2 separate regions of the Zea mays genome follow, and region 1 is linked to region 2. The links are chromatin contacts, called in public Hi-C maps. All regions are on one chromosome and are shown on one strand. Each heading gives the region's core, a stretch centred on a gene start, on an enhancer-like site or on the middle of the called end of the contact. The rest is flanking DNA. Distances are from core to core; before and after follow the strand shown. Region 1 holds the start of LOC100274157 (Transducin/WD40 repeat-like superfamily protein). Region 2 has its middle 21 kb from the start of LOC100282913.

Evidence for each region. A called contact is a pair of places that touch in the nucleus more often than the background predicts.
Region 1: a Hi-C map of leaf shows a contact between it and region 2, with 5 times the contacts expected there. The contact joins the promoter of LOC100274157 here to the enhancer-like site in region 2. A contact is called at or near these places in 2 of 25 Hi-C or Micro-C datasets (bundle sheath and leaf).

The regions. Positions count from the first base shown.
Region 1 is chr1:222,414,760-222,417,459 of Zm-B73-REFERENCE-NAM-5.0, reverse strand. LOC100274157 (Transducin/WD40 repeat-like superfamily protein) reads right to left here and starts at 1,312. Exons shown (of 10, transcript NM_001148535.2): 1 at 1,137-1,312; 2 at 829-1,014; 3 at 537-704. The coding sequence starts at 969. LOC103643318 (protein ALP1-like) reads left to right here and starts at 1,976. Exons shown (of 2, transcript XM_008666471.4): 1 at 1,976-2,248; 2 at 2,327-2,700. The coding sequence starts at 2,001.
Region 2 is chr1:222,765,442-222,768,141 of Zm-B73-REFERENCE-NAM-5.0, reverse strand. No RefSeq gene overlaps it. Among protein-coding and RNA genes, the nearest start is that of LOC100282913, 21 kb to the left of the region's middle. Within about 2 kb of position 1,396, at least 15 of the 20 cell types and tissues checked have an H3K27ac peak or open chromatin away from gene starts, as enhancers often do. A contact at or near this core is called in bundle sheath and leaf, where this site is marked.

The DNA.
Region 1 (2,700 bases), core at 63-2,562, 350 kb after region 2:
AGGCAGAAAAGGATTCAGAAACATAGATTTAAGAATCCAGAACCCTATTAAAAAAAGAGGCCTTCAATGCCACGTCTATCTCATTCCACATACATAAATAAACAATATAATGTAGTGTTAAATGCCATGTTGGGAAGGGAATACGTCAACAAAATATACCACTAAAATGTTGAGGCAATTAAATATCTAGGTTAGATATGTCGAACAAATTTGTTTACATAAGACATTTGATTATCATAGCTTGGCTTGTGATTCACATGAAAAGGCAACACAAGTGCGATTCAGGACCATTATCAAAAAAATACAATTCAGAAAAATATCAATATTCCTAAAGTTTTCAATGTTTCGCATGTAAAAACCAAGCATGATGCCATACACAGTATATATATCCACGACTGTACCTTACCACAGACTCATGACTATGTGGAAGCAACCTAGGAGTATTGGGCATAAGTGAGTTGAACATTCTACTGTTAAAAATAGAATTTGAGTGGACATCGATTGGGGGAAATATGAAATGACCAAGTGTTGAGTACCTGCAAAGCATCCTCCCGTGCGTAACTTAGATTCTGGTAATTTCTGTAGTTCTTCATCTTCATCTCCCGGTACTTATCCCTCCCGAAGAGCATCTTCTCCCACGGGATCCCCTGAATGTCCTTCCCTGCAGCAACGTCCGCTGCAGACACGTCGGGCAGCATGTTCTCCTGCAAGACAATCAATAACACATTCCTCAGGAAAAAAACGAGGAGAGGGGATCAAAATTTCATCCCCGACAAAACAGCGATCCCCGGATGAAACCACCACACGGAAGAAACATCGATAGCAGACCTGGTCGTAGTTAACGATGCTGGCGAAGAGCTCGTTCTGGTTGGCGTCTCCGAAGGCGTTGTTGTCCCCCGGGTCCTCCATCAGCTCCTGGATGCTCTGGAGGATGAACTCGAGGTTGTCCTCCAGCTCGAACTCGTCCATGCCCTCCTCGCCCTCACAGGCAGGCACAGAGTCCAGATCAACTCACTTCTTATGCAAAATCACCCAACCAACCACCCCAAATTTACCCGGTAGAAACGAAAAATTCAGCACGCGGGTTCGGATGAAGAGACAGGGGACGAATCTAACGCGGATTCGAGAGGCCATACCTCGATCAGAGCGGACGGATCCGGATGCGCGTGGGGAGAGCGCGCCGGGTGGAGTAGAATTGGGGAATTTCTTTTCCGGTGGTGGTGGGGCGCGCGCTGGCAAAAGCGTAGGCAGCACGGGGGGCAATGAGGCGAGCAGGCCCAGAGACGAGGCGACGCGGGGGCGGAGGCCAACCAAACCACCCTTGCGCCTGGGTGCGGAGCGCGTGTCCGGACTCCGGAGCGGGTGGATGGGAACGCACGACAGACCGGGCCTCGGGGAACAGGCGGGCCCAGCGCGCCAGCGGCTGCCTCGCGTGCGTTGGTGATGGTGAGTTGGTGATGGTGAGGGCGTACTGGATAAGACTGTCTCCAGCAGCATCCCCTAAATTTCGTCCCCTAAAGGAATATTCTCTGTCCTTTACAGAACACTCTAAAAGATTCTGTCCTCTATATATTCTCCGTCTCCAGCAGCGTCCTCTAAATTCCATCCCCTATAGCTACAGTGTTAACAGATTCACATTTTCCATTTCTTTTTCATTTTTCTTTGTTTTGTTCTCATTTGACACTATACAAATGATCCGAAAAAATTGTATTTATTAATTTTTAAAGCAATAAATTCGAAATATCAATAATAATTACATTGATTGTTTTGTTGTTGTGTAATTGTTGTGGGTAACGCGCCACATACTATAATATTGTTGCCAAAATAAGTTTTAAAATGGACAATCTTGCACCGTAAGCCAGTACTCTTCTTCGAGAAGCCATAGCCTTGCTTCCCTTGCACGACAAGCGCTTGTCTTCTATCCGAAGCGTACTTCCTCTATAAATACCAAGTGACCCTTCCATACTTCACTCAACCTTGCCTTTACAAACTCGACTACCATGAATCCCTACTTAGAAAACAATTTTCTTGTGCGCTTGATGGAAGAAATGGAAGAGGAAGAAGAAGAGTTGCAGTTGGCGAGGCACATGGTCAATAGGAGGCGACGTGCACGCAATGAGCGTCGTCATGGTGGTTCGATTCCAGGGCGTGTTAGGATTCATCGTGATCACATGAGCGGCGATGCAAGAATCCGAGCGGACTACTTTGGAGCCAACCCCGTGTACACGGATGCTCAATTTCGTAGGAGGTATTTACAATTAACACATTCTTTTTACCATGTACAAAACTCTACGACCCCTATTATGACACATGAATTCTATGGTAGGTTCCGCATGCGTCGCCATGTCTTTGAGCGCCTTGTTGATGCTGTGCAACAAGTGGATCCTTATTTTATTCAACGTCCAAATTGTGCGGGTGAGATGGGTCTTTCTGCTCTACAGAAAGTTGTTGCTGCTGTTCGAATCCTTGCTTACGGTATTCCAGCTGATGCCGTTGACGAATACGTGCGTATTGGCGAATCTACTGCTCATGAGGCATTGAAACACTTTTGCACGGCCGTCCAAACCGCGTTTGCTCCGTACTATCTTCGTGCACCAAATGCAGAAGATATCGCACGCCTTCTCCAAGTTGGCGAGTCACGTGGGTTTCCTGGTATGCTTGGTAGTGTTGATTGCATGCATTGGGAGTGGCGTAACCGCC
Region 2 (2,700 bases), core at 147-2,646:
GAAGTTGTAGGCCAGGCCCGGGTTGGACTCCAGCAGCCCCGCCCGCGCGCCGCTCAGCAAATGGCCCAGCTGCAGGGCCACGACGGCCACCCACCACGCCGCAATGCCGTTGCCTCCTCGCCACCGGCCTGTCTGCCCCCTCATCTCCGCTCCACCGGCCGACCGGCCTCCCTCTCCTCTTAGCGGATGAATGGATGGACGGCTGCAGGCTGCCTGTCTGTCTGTCTCAGGGAGTTAGGGTTAGCCGGTTAGGGTTAGGTGAATAGGAATAGGACAACCCAACAATGAGTCCCACTGCCTTTGGGCTTTTTTTTGCTTTGCTTCATGGGCCCAAAACACAACATGTGAAATTGTGAATTAATATTTCGGGTATCCAGTGGATACCCATGGGTAAAATATACTATCCGTACCCTACTCGACGTATTTCGGGTACCCGACCCGACATGATCTACGGGTGAGTTTTCTAACCCATATCCATGTCCATCGGGTACGAAACCCGTGGGTATCCATACCCACGGGTCCAATTGCCATCCCTAGGAGGGTATGTCCGCACAAGGTTAATGAATGTGGGGAAAAAATAAATCTAAACTGGGCTCCCGCAGCAAGGGATATTGTTGGGCTGCTAAGCTGAATGTTACACAGCTACGGGCAGCTGAACAGTGGGCCGGCGTGCAGCATGCCCATGGGCAGAAAACAGAGCAGAGCAGGCTGCACGTTTTAGGCGAACGGCATTTTTTCCGCTGCCAAGCCAGCCGCGCCATGTGTTCAACAAGTGAGCACAACAACAAAAAAAAAAAAAATCCTTAATTATCATAAACAAAGCCATGAAAAAAAATTCTGTGATAAAGTACCCTCAAAGTTTTTTTATAAAAATATTGGATATGCTTTGCGCTAATATTTTTGGTCTGGACCGCCTTTTCTTGAAACGAAACACGCGCGTACAAGACCACAAAAAGTATAAACAAGTTCTCCACTCTAGGTTTATTACCGCTACCGGTCGACACGTGCACCTCTTGCGCAACGCAAAGCATACATACGTACATGCTTTTAAAGCAAACTGTACGTGAGATCGATGTGCCATTGGAATTCGAACAAAGACGTACAAAAGGCCGATCGACACAATGCAAAATAAAGAGACGGGCAAGCCAACCCGCTTGCTTCCGGGACGCGACTCGCGCCTTTTTCTAGCTTGAGGGCTGATTTTTCCTAGCTTCTTCCTCGCTCACGCACGAACGCTGCTGTATCTCTCTCTCTATATATATATATTCCTTTACAGCAACCACAGTTTTGTTTATGCAACAAAGAAGGCCGGCCGGGAGAAGGACAGTGACGACGACTGATCACTACACTACACGCTGCAATATCTCTGCAGGTCGTCCGTCAGTGGACATGCATGCATCTCCGTACGTACCCTCACGTTTATTTGCTACGAGTACACCACAACCAGATCGAGCTCTCCAGTGCTAGCTGCAACTGAAAGCGCGCGTCCTTTTCATTCGGGCCTAATATTCGCGCGTGAGGGAGGCTCACAATCATTAACCCAGCTCAGTGGGAATAAACGTACGTACGTACGTCGTTGTTGCTGGTTCCTAGGCTCTAGCTAGCCTGAATTGTGCACATACATACATGCATGAGATGCTCTAGATTGTTTAGCTGTAGATTGGCCACTCGATTTCCCTGGAAGCATGGATACATATGCTTCTGATTTTTTTCTCTTTGTCGATGGTTCCACGTACGGGGCCCGGCCGGGGAAGAAGGGAAATTAAACTGTGCGTGTGTGTGCTTTCGCGCGCGAAAGCAGCAGCCCAACAACCAGTAGAGTGGAATCCAGCTCCGCCTGCATTCGAATCGATCGATCGATCGACGATCCCACATGGCTGGCTGTGGTGGCTAGCTAGTACGTGTAGTGTGTCTATCTAGTGGCGCGGGGCACCTCTCTCAATCCCCAGCATTGGTAGCTACCTATACTAATTAATTGGCTCCGAAAACGATATCCTCCTAGGAGGGGGTGGTGGAATGATTTGTCATTACCGGAGATTCCACTTTGGTCCGGCCCCTTTCTGATGTTGGCTGCTGTGATCCAAGGAGGCCAATGGTGGTGCAGGATTATATTGGATCATCTTGATTTTAAGCTTACTTATTTTCTTCTTCCTTCTACGATCCTGTGTGAATCTAGCTAGTACAGGGCGTGGGTGGCCGGGTGGTAGCACTTGTTCTCGTCGCTGCATAGGATGCATGCCTGCACGCTTCAGCCCATGCATGTAATAATAATGATTCTTCAGTGCTACAGCTTCGTGTGTGTATATATATTGGCTATTGGTAGCCCTGTGCTTCCAAATATATGGTGGAAGCCCCAGTCACCCCTGCACCACTCGACAGCGACACACATATATATACACGCACCTATGTCTGATCAGAGTGTAGCGAAACCGTCAAGATTATTCTAGCTTCAGTGCCTAAGTCTCGCCTTAGAAACAGCGACACACTTAAATAATCCGAATAAACGGTCAGACCGTCGGGTCTAGTCCGATCAAACCACTCATTAAGGATCGAATACCACTTGCTCACGTGAAGGTTAGACACATAGAAATACAATAAAGCATAAAATCACATATTAATGGAGTACTTGAGTTATTACATGAAACGGAGTTCAACAATAAGAAACATTGCTTCTAGTGCAGCGTATATCAACTAACGATG